Linked DNA regions of Mus musculus: region 1 is linked to region 2. The links are chromatin contacts, called in public HiCAR-type maps. All regions are on one chromosome and are shown on one strand. Each heading gives the region's core, a stretch centred on a gene start, on an enhancer-like site or on the middle of the called end of the contact. The rest is flanking DNA. Distances are from core to core; before and after follow the strand shown.

Region 1 (6,162 bases), core at 3,357-5,856, 190 kb after region 2:
ACAATTCTGTGCTACCTGAAAACAAAACACAGTGAGAAAGGAGATCACAATCTTCTGTTTTACAAAGCAAACATCTTAAAATCAAGAGAGCTGTGTTATTCAACAACGGAGATAAAATAAATAATTCAAACTTACCTGAATAAACTTGTCCATTTACAGCATTTCTTCTCTTACATCCTTGATGGATTGACGAGCAGAATGAAACAAACTGTAAGCATTGCAGAGGATGCCATTGAAGGCAAAGCAAAGTGTGAGGCAACTAAAGACAGAACCACAGCAAAAAACAAGCCTGAGGAGCAGGCATTAATGCATCTGTATTTAGTAGGAAAGCAGAATTTTATTACAACCAATAACAGGATACATTCAATAAAATGACTCTGCCTCGCCCAGATTCACATCTTTTATTTGACAGTTCTGAGATTTCCTTAAGCAGGGTGTTGCTTTCCTGATATTTTCCCTTATCTTGAAATTTCCCATATCCCACATAGTGTTGCACAGTGCAGCAGCTGTCTGACACGACAGGCGAGCAGTATACCGCTGACACAAACGTGCCACAGAGACACTCCACAGATCCAAATACACACACACACACACACACACACACACACACACACACACGCACAGAGAGAGACAGACAGACAAACAGACAGACAGAGACAGAGAGAGAACATTTTAAAGGGGATTATTTTTTCTAAGAAAAATACTCAATGAGGATGACTTTGAAAGCAAAATATTACCTGGTCTTGAAACATCACTTAATATAAGTCTAAATTTCCTCTAAGAGATCTTTCTTTCTCTGTCATTCATAGAGGAATGTGTTTACCTGTTCTAGCCGCCCCCCCCCACAGGTCGCCCATGGTCTGTCCATCCTTCCGAATGTTAATTAGCTTTCCCTTTCCGAAGGGGAGGAGTCTGGTGGAATTTTCCAAAAGGTCCTGAACTGATCTTTTCAACACTTTCAAGGTTATTTCTACATGGTGTTAACTTCTTATCTCTGTCGGCCTGCCCCAAGTACATTCCAATTAGCAGCACCTCTGGCCTTGAGCTTCATCATCCCCTCTATAAAAATCTTGGTTCCCTTAAGAGATGAAAAGTGATTCTTGTTTACATTTATTTTTTAATGGCAAGACTTCACGTGGCTTTAGTCATGGATTGTGTATTCAACAGAATGCATTTACCCAGGAGCTGGCTAAGTCTTTGAACTAGCTGTGGGGGAAGTGATCGGGCTTTTCCTTTCCTTTATTCTTATAGTTATCCATCTCTGACTCTACTCTAAGGCAAACACCTAAGACGAAAGACTTCAATGAGTGGTAGGTGAGAGACAGACACACTAACACACAATTATAGGACAGAGAGCCCAGTGCTGTGGCTAGAGCAGGTAGGAAATTGTCAAGAGCCTCCAAGTAGCCTTAGGGCGGTCCTGAAAGCCTTTTTTGAAGATGCTGGGGCTTGAGTTCCACCCTGATCTGAAGCAAAAGTTTGCCAGCTTCTCCTAGCCATCTCTGACTAGAATTTACAGAGGACTGTAGTCAGAGAAACTGTGTGGCTGGTCTTTTCTTCTTTGTGGGTTATTCTTTCTCCCACTCTTTATCTCTTCCCCTTCCATTTTACCCCCTTGTTGTGGATTGCCCTGGTGCTGTTTGTATTTTGATGATAAAAGAGAGATATCTGAATCTAATTTCTTTCTTGTTTCTTCTTTGAGCACGACTGCTAACAAACTGCATCCAACCCCCATGAACAACCAACCACCACCCACACTGCTTCTCAGGAACCTAGTATTTATATACCTGTACCAGTAAATTATTAATTCTCTCTAACCCCCCAGCAGGAGCACACAGTTCTTCTACACCCACCCAAATGTTTTGGATTAACAAATGAAGCACACACATACACACACACACACACACACAGAGGCAGGCAGCTTTATTTTTAATATGCCTTAAACAGCACAATGGCTGGGCATTTCCAAACCTTTCTGTGACTAGCATACTCTCCCCTCTGATATTCCTAAATTATTGTTTTCTGAAATCTGTATTTCATCTCTCCTATTCCCAGACCCAATTGGGGAAGTGGCCCTAGGGCTGCTTCCCTGACTCTTACATGGCTGGATGCTTTGTCTCCTGCTCCCTCAAGTCTGATTTCTCCCGGTTTCCTACCATGACGATTCTAAAAGCCCTTCTCTCTCCTGCTTCCTTGCCTGGGAAATCTAAAGTTCTGTCTCCCTGCCCAGTCATTGGCCGATGGCAACTTTATTTCCTAATCAGAGCCAAGTTGGGGCAGGGAGCCTCAGCACAGACATTTTGGGAGCTGAATCGACACAAATAGCAATGAACCCAATGCACAACACATACTCTGGAAACTCCCAGCATGTGAGGCCTGTGGCAGAGATGTCCCTGCTTTGCTATGACCTGCCTACCCAACATCGCCAGTAATGTATTTAGTAGATGCATTATGGCTATCTTGCATTCTCTAATAGTACAAACATTATTAGGATGACCTGAATCCACGTTACCAGGCTACAGGCACTCATAGTTAGCTCAGAATAGATTCTTTCTTACTCCCTTCAGAACAAGAACTATATTTTATGAAAAGAATTGTAAAATGTTACTGCTTGCCATGATCTTGACTTTTAAAATTGGATTTATTCATTTTACACGAATTTAGCCTGAAGTTTTGTTTGTACACCACTTGTGTGTTCGATGCCCTTGGAGATCAGAAAGAGATTTCTGATGGAGTTAGAGATGGTTGTGAGTCACCATGTGGGTAAAGGGAAATGAACTTGGGTCCTCTGCAAGATCAATGAGTGTTGGCAACCACTGAGATATCTCTAGGCCCAGAACCCTTTACCAGAAAGATTAAAAGGGAAGAGTGGAATATAAGTCTTGGTAAAGCTCACAGAGTGACAGGAATGTTCGAATATAGCTGGAGAGTTTGCTGAAACCTCTTTGAGAAAGCCTTGGCAGATCCCAATAAAATTGGTCTTACATACCACTTGCCTCAGCACTTCCCCGGACACATTCGACATAAACATGTTACACTGGCATAAACATGTATGTTTCAACATAAACATGTAGGTTACACTCTACATAAATGTGTATGTTATACTCAACATAAACATGTATGTTCATCAACAAGCATTTTCACCAAGAGTGGCACTTGTCATAACTGCTCCTAAGTAGAAATTACACAGGAACTTATCAACATGAAAGAAAATTCATAAAAAATGTTGACAGCAAAGTCAGATTTTCTTTTTAAACTTGAATGTGCAATCAGTCTACTATAAAGTATAAAACAGGCCACTGCTTCACAAGCAACTGAGAAAGGGTAGCTCCTGGAGATGATGATACTGTTGACTGACCTGGGACCTAATACATCCGACTGTGCTTTTCTTTATGTCTATTACACCTAATGGTTTGTTTTGGTTTTTGAGGATTTTGCAATGTATCCCAGGCTAACCTTAAACTGGAGATCTCCTGTCTCTGCCTTCTAAATGCTAAAATGATATGTCTTAAGAGAAAGCAGGGAAAGGCTGATATTTTTAGTTTTAAAATCACCTATATTCCAGAAACAACTGCTTTCAATACTTTTAAGTTATTTCCCTGTCTTCTGAAGCAGGTATGCTTGGCTCATCCACCCTCTTAAGAATGTCAAGGGCAATTTTCTGAGGAACATCCTTAGTGAGGTAACCCAATCACAAAAGAAGTCATTAGATATGCACTCACTGATAAGTGGATATCAGCCCAGAAACATAGAACACCCAAGATACAATTTGCAAAACACAAGAAAATCAAGAAGAGGGAAGACCAATGGGTGGATACTTCATTCCTCCTTCTAATAGGGAACAAAATACCCATGAAAGGAGTTACAGAGACAAAGTTTGGAGCTAAGACGAAAGGATGGACTTTCCAGAGAATACCCCACCCAGAGATCCATCCCATAATCAGCCACCAAACCCAGACATTATTGCATATGCCAGCAAGATTTTGCTGAAGGGACCCTGTCATAGCTGTCTCATATGAGTCTATGCCAGTGCCTGGCAAATACAGAAGTGGATGTTCACAGTCATCTATAAAATGGAACACAGGGCCCCCAATGGAGAAGCCAGAGAAAGCACCCAAGGAGCTGAAGGGGTCTGCAACCCTATAGGTGGAACAACAATATGAACTAACCAGTACCCCCAGAGCTCATGTCTCTAGCTGCATATGTAGCAGAAGATGGCCTAGTTGGCCATCATTGGGAAGAGAGGCCCCTTGGTACTGCAAACTTTATATGCCCCAGTACAGAGGAATGTCAGGGCCAAGAAGTGGGAGTGGGTGGGTAGGGGAGGAGGGCAGAGGGAGGGTATAGGGAACTTTCGGGATAGCATTTGAAATGTATATAAAGAAAATATCTAATAATAATAAAAAGAATGTCAAGGGCATTTTTTTAAAATATCTATGTTCGTTTTCCATTTCCCTCAAGAAATGGTGCACCAATTTTGCAGAGGAATTGCTATGGTGTGAGAGCTCCTTGTGGCTCAGCCCAGGTCCGAATGGCTTATTACTTGTGATCATCTTAAGACGACGCGGCTTTAAAGCAAGACGGAGGAACCCGCCATTTTCAGCAGCACTAGGCCACGTTAGGCTGCGGGCCCGTGGCCCTGGCTCGCCTCTCCAAGGGGAAGCCTCTGGAGGATTCTGTAGCGTTCGGGGAAGCCCAGGTACCAGGTCCCTAGGGGCCCCGCACTGCCCGGTTGCCAAGGGAACCGCCACGCGCCGCTGTGCCCGCCGACTAGCGGGTGTGTGAGAGGCCAGCGGGCAGGCCAGGCATGGAGCTGCCGGACCCTGTTCGCCAGCGCCTGAGCAACCTCAGCCTCACCGTGTTCGGCGACTCCAGCCGCACCGGGCCAGAGTCCAGTGATGCGGCCGGTGAGTGGCGAGGGCGCAGGCCCACGCGGGGGTGTGGCTCGCGGGCGGGAGGCCGCACAGGCCGTGCCCGGGTGAAAGATGGCTGCTCCGGCTTCAGCCAGGGCTCTGTGCCCCGGGAGAAACCACGGCCCTGCGGCGGACCCGGGAGACCACGCGCTTCCGCCGCCGCAGCTACTGCACCCGGTGGCGCGGTCGCCGAGCGGATCAGGATGCGGATCAGGAACGCCTTCTTCCCCACGCGGGTCCCCGCTGAGTCCCCAGCGTGACAGCCGCCGGCTCACACAAAACCGGGCTGTGTCCAAACCCCTCCTAGCAGAGCAAGACCGGCTGCTGCCAAACCGACAAGGCCTTCCTCTGCCTGTTCCTTCTTTCTCCCTGTATAAAAAACTCTCCTCCCGAAATCTAAAAACGAAATACCAACGAGTTAACTCCAGCTTCTGCCTCCTCAATCAGGAGGACAGCATACATGGTTGTCTCCTTTGAAATCAAGGAATTGGAAATCCTTTCGATGGCTTGGTTTGGGCTTTCTTATTTTTATTTTTATTTCTTAAATAGGGCATTGAAAAGCAAACCACTTGCCATCATTGCATGTTGTCACCTTGGTCATTCGTGTAATTTACGCTATATGGAGAAAAGCCTGTAAAATTAGGATTTCGTGTTTCCGATTCAAAGTGTGAGCCGTACGGGGCACTAAAATCGAATAATACAAAGTCTCTGGGAAAAAAAGTGTGTGTGGGGGGGGCGGGGGTGACATTTGTTCTGAAGTTCTTTAGAGCCTCAGCAGCCTAGATAGTCGTGATGGTGTGGACAGCAATAGAACTAGGTAAAGACATCAGCCCTGTAATTTCTTATGGTTCTTACGTGTCAGAAAATATTGTTTTCCCAGACATTCAAACGTGAGAAAAGCTGTTTAAGTTCACTGTCTCTGCCAAGACAGGCAATTAATTGGTCAGAAAAATTTGTCTGACCAATTATATAATACTTAAATTTTATCTCATTACAGAACTTAACTGGAACTTTTGTAAAATTTAATGAACTCACACCTTGTGCCTTGTGGTTCCTCTTCATTTGGTCTGATTTTTCAATTGTATAAATTTGATGTGTTGAAGTATGGACATGAGCCTACATAAAATCAAAACCCTGACATTCTAAACAGCCACTCTTCTCAAGCTATATCCCCATAGCCTTTAAAACAAACAACAACAAAATTTATTTGGTTACAATGCAATCAAGAAGTACCTGGGCTATCCTGAAA
Region 2 (5,665 bases), core at 3,153-5,652:
TCAAGCCGTTCCATGCATCCTACCCCTCCCCCCTCTCTTTCAAATTCAAGGCCTCTTTTTCTCTGTTTACATAATCCTAAATACCTAAATACAACCTGCTCGGTCTATAGTGTTATCTATATGTATACGACCTCAAGGCTGTCAACTTGGAATTGGATAGCCAGTTGAGGGGGCTCTTCCTTAGGGGAGACCGTTTGGGGAAAATTTTTTTTTCCACTTTTTAAAAATTTTTACTTCATGTAAATATTTATCAACTGTCTCAAAGTTCTAAAGACTCAAGTTATCTGTGACAAAGCACAGGAGAGGAGGAGCTTCAGGTAACTGGGTTACTGTTGCAAGCCAAATGTTATCTCAGGAATGTATGACTTCACTCATTGAAGGAAGAGAGACATACATATGACTCTCAGGAGACATATAACATGATAAATGTGACACACACTCACACAGTGTATTTCAAGTCTGCGCAATACTAGCAGATTTATATTTGAACCAATGTAATTCTAGGACTCTAGGTGGAATTATTATAAAAGAAGGTTCTTTCTTAGAGACCATTCTTTTGCCAAGGACTCTGATGCAGCAAGTCCACCTGATAACAGAGATTAATAGGAAAACACAAATGTTCAGGCAGAGAAAGACATGCTTGAGTTGTTTCATCTGAACATTGGTGGGGGAGATCTAACAACCAACTTCCAACTCTAATTTTGTAATTTTAAAAAGCAGCTGTGTTTAATAAATAGTTACATAAAAGGACAATTTAAAAAGAGGTTTTGAATGTTTCTCCCAGGGCTCGAGGATGGCTCGGTGGTTAAGAGCACTGATTGCTCTCACAGAGGTCCTCAGTTCAATTCCCAGCAACCATATGGTGGCTCACAACCATCTGTAATGGAATTGGATACCCTCTTCTAGTGTGTCTGAAGACAGTAACAGTGTACTCATATACACAAAATAAATAAGTCTTTAAAGCAAAAGTTTTTCCCAGGGATGGAGAAATGGCTCAGTGGTTAAGAACACTCCCTGCTACTCCAGAGGACCTAAGTTCAATTCCCAGCACCCACATGACAGCTCACAACTGTCCTTACAAACATGTAGGCAAAACTTCAATACATATAAAATAAAAATAGACGAAAAAATGTGAGAAAACAAAACAAAATATTTCTCCCAAATGGTCTTCCCTGGGGAAGGGCCCCCTCAACTGGCTATCGAATTCTAAGTTGTTGGCCCTGAGATCATATACATATAGATAACATTATAGGCTGAGCAGGTTGTATTTAGGTATTTAGGATTGTATAAACAGAGAAAAGGAGGCCTTGAATCTGAAAGAGAGCAAGGGGGATGCATGGAAAAGCTGGAAGGAAGGAACGAAGGGAACAGAAGAGATGACCAATTCTAGCACACTTTCAAAACAGAAGATTATACAAAAAGCAAGACTTAAAAAGCCTTCCTCTGTTTGTTTCTCTTTTTGATAACCTCTGGTTTTTGTTGCTTAATAAAGTTTATTTTTCCATGGTTTGGGATATTTTTAATGACTCTTGTCAGGCTTTAATTTCTGATTGATTAAAAATTGAAAGTTTTTAGTCAGAATTTCCAAGATGAGTAAAACGGCTGAACAGGGGCTTTTAGGAAAATGGAAGATACTGTTGTTACAACATGTGCTCATTCCCAATTCATATATAGCTAAACAGTCTTGAGATAACTGAATTTTCTGGAAGCAGGCCAAAATATATTCTTCTTTTTCTTTGTAAATCTTTTCTTGTGTATGAAAAGCCTGCATGAACTTGTATGTGCTGTGTGTGTGTGGTGGTGGTGGTGGTGGGGTGCTTGTAGAGGCCAGAAGAGGGCATCAGATCCCCTGAACTGAAGTTACAGGTGAATGCCTGCTGCCTGGTAAGGTTGCTGGAAACCAAGCCAGTTTTTGGCAAGAATGGTAAGCACTTGTTCATAACCACTGAGCCATCTCTCCAGCCCCCAAATACAATATCCTAACACTAAAATGTAAAGAACTAGGTTTTTCTAGGCTCAGAACCTTAAGGTATAGGTTCTGCGTGTTTCTTGGATCCTAACTTTGCATCCTGTAAACAGCACTTATGTTTATCACCATTCCACTGGTTCCTCTGTAAAATTAAACTGTCCTGTCTCCATCTTATGCTTAAAAGCCATCTAATAGTAAAGACAAATTAGGTTCACTCCTGTTTATGATTAAACATCTACTTCTCAAGGATTGGGCTGTGTACCACCTATACCCTTAACCACAAACAGTTCTGTTCCAGAAAACAGCAGCCACGCCATTGTCTCATAGGTTACAGTGACCACCTATAACCACCTGTTATGACTACCTTGTTAGCAGGGAGAAGCCTAGTTCCTCACAAATTGCAAAGCCAGTACGCTCTTATTGAACTGTCTATCACTAGACCTTTGAAAATATAAAACAGAAAATAATCACATGTACAGCATTCTTTTCATTTGAATTTGTGTCATGTACAAAGGCACTAATGTATCCAGTTTGTATTTCAAATTGGCTGAAATCAGCCAGAAAATTCCAAATACCAATGGTTTCTAATTGGGTTCCTTTTTAGGAGAACGTAGGATCTGTCCTTTGAAATCAATTTTCAGTGGAACTCAAATTTCTTTTTCAGACTATCCCAGGTTCATAACTTGAACAAATAACATAACACAATATAACATAACATAACATAACATAACATAACATAACATAAACAAATCTTAATGTTTGGCTTAGACACTTGCTGAAAGAATATTTGAGCAACCCCAAAGTTTAAAACATTGATTATGGTGGTTGGTATATGCCTTGTAAACTCAGCCCCCAATAGAACTGTGGGGAAGAGAGATTGTGAGTTCAAAATTAACCTGAATTGTGTGTATACATAAAGCCTGAATTTAAAAAAAAATTATTTATAATGAAAATCCTATTAAATCACACAACCCTGACTATTACAGTTTTATATATGGCTTTATAGTTGGATATCATTTGTCTCACTACCTTATAATTATTTAGGATTAATTCAAAATTCTATTCTTAAAAATACAAACCAAGTATAATGTCACATGTCTATAATCCTAACATTCTAGAACCTAAAGCAAGGAGATTGAAATTTTATGCTACCCTGGTGAATTTAGCAAGATCCTGTTTACAAAAATGCAGAAGGGGCTGGAGGTTTATCCCTAGGCTCAGACATCAGGCCTAAAGGTACAAATAAGTCAATAACAACTCACACACTCTCTCTTCTCTCCCCAGATGGGCTTTTCTGCTACTCCAAAAGGCCCCATTCACAAAAAACTAAACTAACATTGAGTGTTGTAACTGGACAACTTTCAGAATTTTTTACATGCCTAAAAGATGTCCATCTGCTTCTGGGCAAGATATCACCCAAACTTGAAATATTATATACAGCCCACTGTGGTCAGAAGGCAGATTTATCACAGTCTTACTTAAGTCAGAAACCTTTCAAAATATCCATGAAAACTATGTAAAACAAAAAGTACAGAAGGTTACAAATCTTCAATTGTTGCTCACTTCCCAAAGCTCCAACACCTACTGCTTGTTTAGTAATAACTATAAATGTTTTCTGTGTATACTTTATCATTCATTCATTAAGAATTAAAAACTCAGTTTAAATATATGAATAGGTAAATATATAACAAAATGTTTTATTAGGAAGTCCTTCGGTTTTGGTAATACATAACGGGATCCTAAAACAACCAGGTTTGGGCTTATTAGCAAAAGGGATTTGTAAAGATTATCTCAATAATATAGGTTTTCTTCTTCAGGAAGATATAGCCAAATAGATGCTAAATCTTTCCCTTTTCTTTTTTATTCCCTTGAAAGTCAGTGTCTTTCCCTCTGAGGTCACGTGTACACTCATTCTTACAGCTCACTGAGGAGGCCTTGAGATCTCTATGCTTCTTGGCTGTCTCTGACTTGAGTTTAATTTCATTTCAAATTCCTTTTAAATTCTCTAATACTGCAGTGACTTGATGACTATTAAAATGATGGGTTTCCAGTGATTCAGATACAAATATCCTCTGGGACTGCTGGGTTATGAGTTATGTACGTGGTTAGTTAAAGTGACCTCAGTACTCACACCAGCGCCCTCCATGAGTCAGAGCCAGAGCAGTCATTCTGAACCCACACTGGGCCCTGTATCATTATTTTTTTTTAATGTGGAATAATAAAATTTCTAGTTTGTGGAAATTATTTTTAAATGGTCATATATCGATTGTCCACTTTCAGAAGTGATTTGTTTCTTATGCTTTTGCTGTGAAAATGGCTGGTCTCTCAGTTTGTCGCTGTGATAAAATACTCTTGCAAAAGCATCCCAAGAGGGAACAAGAAGTTGTTTCAGTTCACTGTTAAAGGTCCAACACTGAGAGGGAAATCACAAGCAGGAGCCTGAGGCAGTCACATTAGGTCTGTGCTCAGACACAGGGAGTAATGTAATGTATATATAGTAGCGCTTAGCTCATTCCTTTCACATTTTTAAATTGTCTACAATGTGGCCTAAGAAATACTTCCACCTATAGTGGTCAGCACTTGTCATTTCAATTAACATAATCCAGACAATCTCTCACAGACATTCCCAGATGGTACCAGGTAATTCTGACTTCGGATCAAGCTGACAATTTAGCCATTGCAATCTGCATTTGGGAGGAAACTCACTGGATGGGAGGAAAGACTCAGTGAAATATAGAGTGAAGCAATGTGTGTGATATAAAAGGTATTTGAAAAGGCATGTATCCTTTATTTCTGCCTCTTCTGAGGACAGCATATTATTGATTATCTTAATTTACTGGTACATGCTTTTAGTCCCAGAGCTGTGAGGAAGAGGTAGGAGGATCTTTGAATTCAAGAAATTCAAGGCCAACCTGGTCTACAGAGGAAGTTCAAGTCCAGGAGCTACATAACAAGACTCTATCTCCATGAATAAATAAATAAACCAGTGTAAGAGAGAAGATAGTGTTAGTCTTTTGTGCTATCTGGTATGTCTAATTTATAAATCCAATAGCAAATTACCTTCTTCACTAATTTGTTTTCAAGCTAAAAATCAGAGCCTGAAAGAGAACATTTCTTTAAAAACCCACTATTCTCCACTTCTCTTGAAATTAAGTTCCAAAGAAAAAGAATCTATTAAGTCCCAGTCTTCTTTGCAAGGTGGGTGCCTCTAAGATTTCATAACCCATAACATCATCTATCCTATCAGCTCATTTCTCAGGGCATCATCTACCTATCAGCTCATGTGGAGACTTTGGCAGTAACTGAGTCTCTGGCTGGCTGTCCTTCCTTGAGCCTATTTAGCTATATGCTGCATAAAGAACATAGATTCTTATCTCCTGGATCTGCCTATAGCTAGCCTGTACATAGGCCTCTTTTAAGAAATACATTTGTCTTTATACATTTAAGCATTTAATATACATAGAAAATTAATAAAACATTTGGAACCATTTCATTAGTCTATATGACCTGTATTTAGGTTACATGAAACAGTAAGGCATGAGAAAGAATGAATGTGAGAATAAGGAAGAGGAGGGAAGGAAGGAGGAAGGAAGGAAGGAAGGAAGGAAGGGAGGGAGGGAGGGAGGGAGGGAGGGAGGAAGGGGAATAAGAAGGGAAGTGAACTAGGAAGGAGAAACGAATGGGTGAGTTCCCTGA

What was found. HiCAR-type assays count read pairs that join an accessible place to other places.
Region 1: a HiCAR-type map of fibro-adipogenic progenitors shows a contact between it and region 2, with 3 times the contacts expected there. The contact joins the promoter of Tmem17 here to the enhancer-like site in region 2. A contact is called at or near these places in 6 of 39 promoter capture datasets (cranial neural crest, embryonic stem cells, hippocampal neurons and 2 more), 7 of 484 Hi-C or Micro-C datasets (the HL-1 cell line and embryonic stem cells), 7 of 115 datasets of contacts at active chromatin or transcription factors (bone marrow-derived macrophages, embryonic stem cells, fibro-adipogenic progenitors and 1 more) and 2 of 9 other capture datasets (adipose tissue and embryonic stem cells).

What each region holds. Positions count from the first base shown.
Region 1 is chr11:22,507,677-22,513,838 of GRCm38.p6, forward strand. It overlaps Tmem17 (transmembrane protein 17), which reads left to right and starts at 4,607. Exons shown (of 4, transcript NM_153596.3): 1 at 4,607-4,907. The coding sequence starts at 4,808. Gm46274 (a long non-coding RNA gene) reads right to left here and starts at 1,847. Exons shown (of 2, transcript XR_001780167.2): 1 at 136-1,847; 2 at 1-15.
Region 2 is chr11:22,314,154-22,319,818 of GRCm38.p6, forward strand. No RefSeq gene overlaps it. Among named protein-coding and RNA genes, the nearest start is that of Ehbp1, 30 kb to the left of the region's middle. Within about 2 kb of position 4,403, at least 41 of the 459 cell types and tissues checked have an H3K27ac peak or open chromatin away from gene starts, as enhancers often do. A contact at or near this core is called in adipose tissue and fibro-adipogenic progenitors, where this site is marked.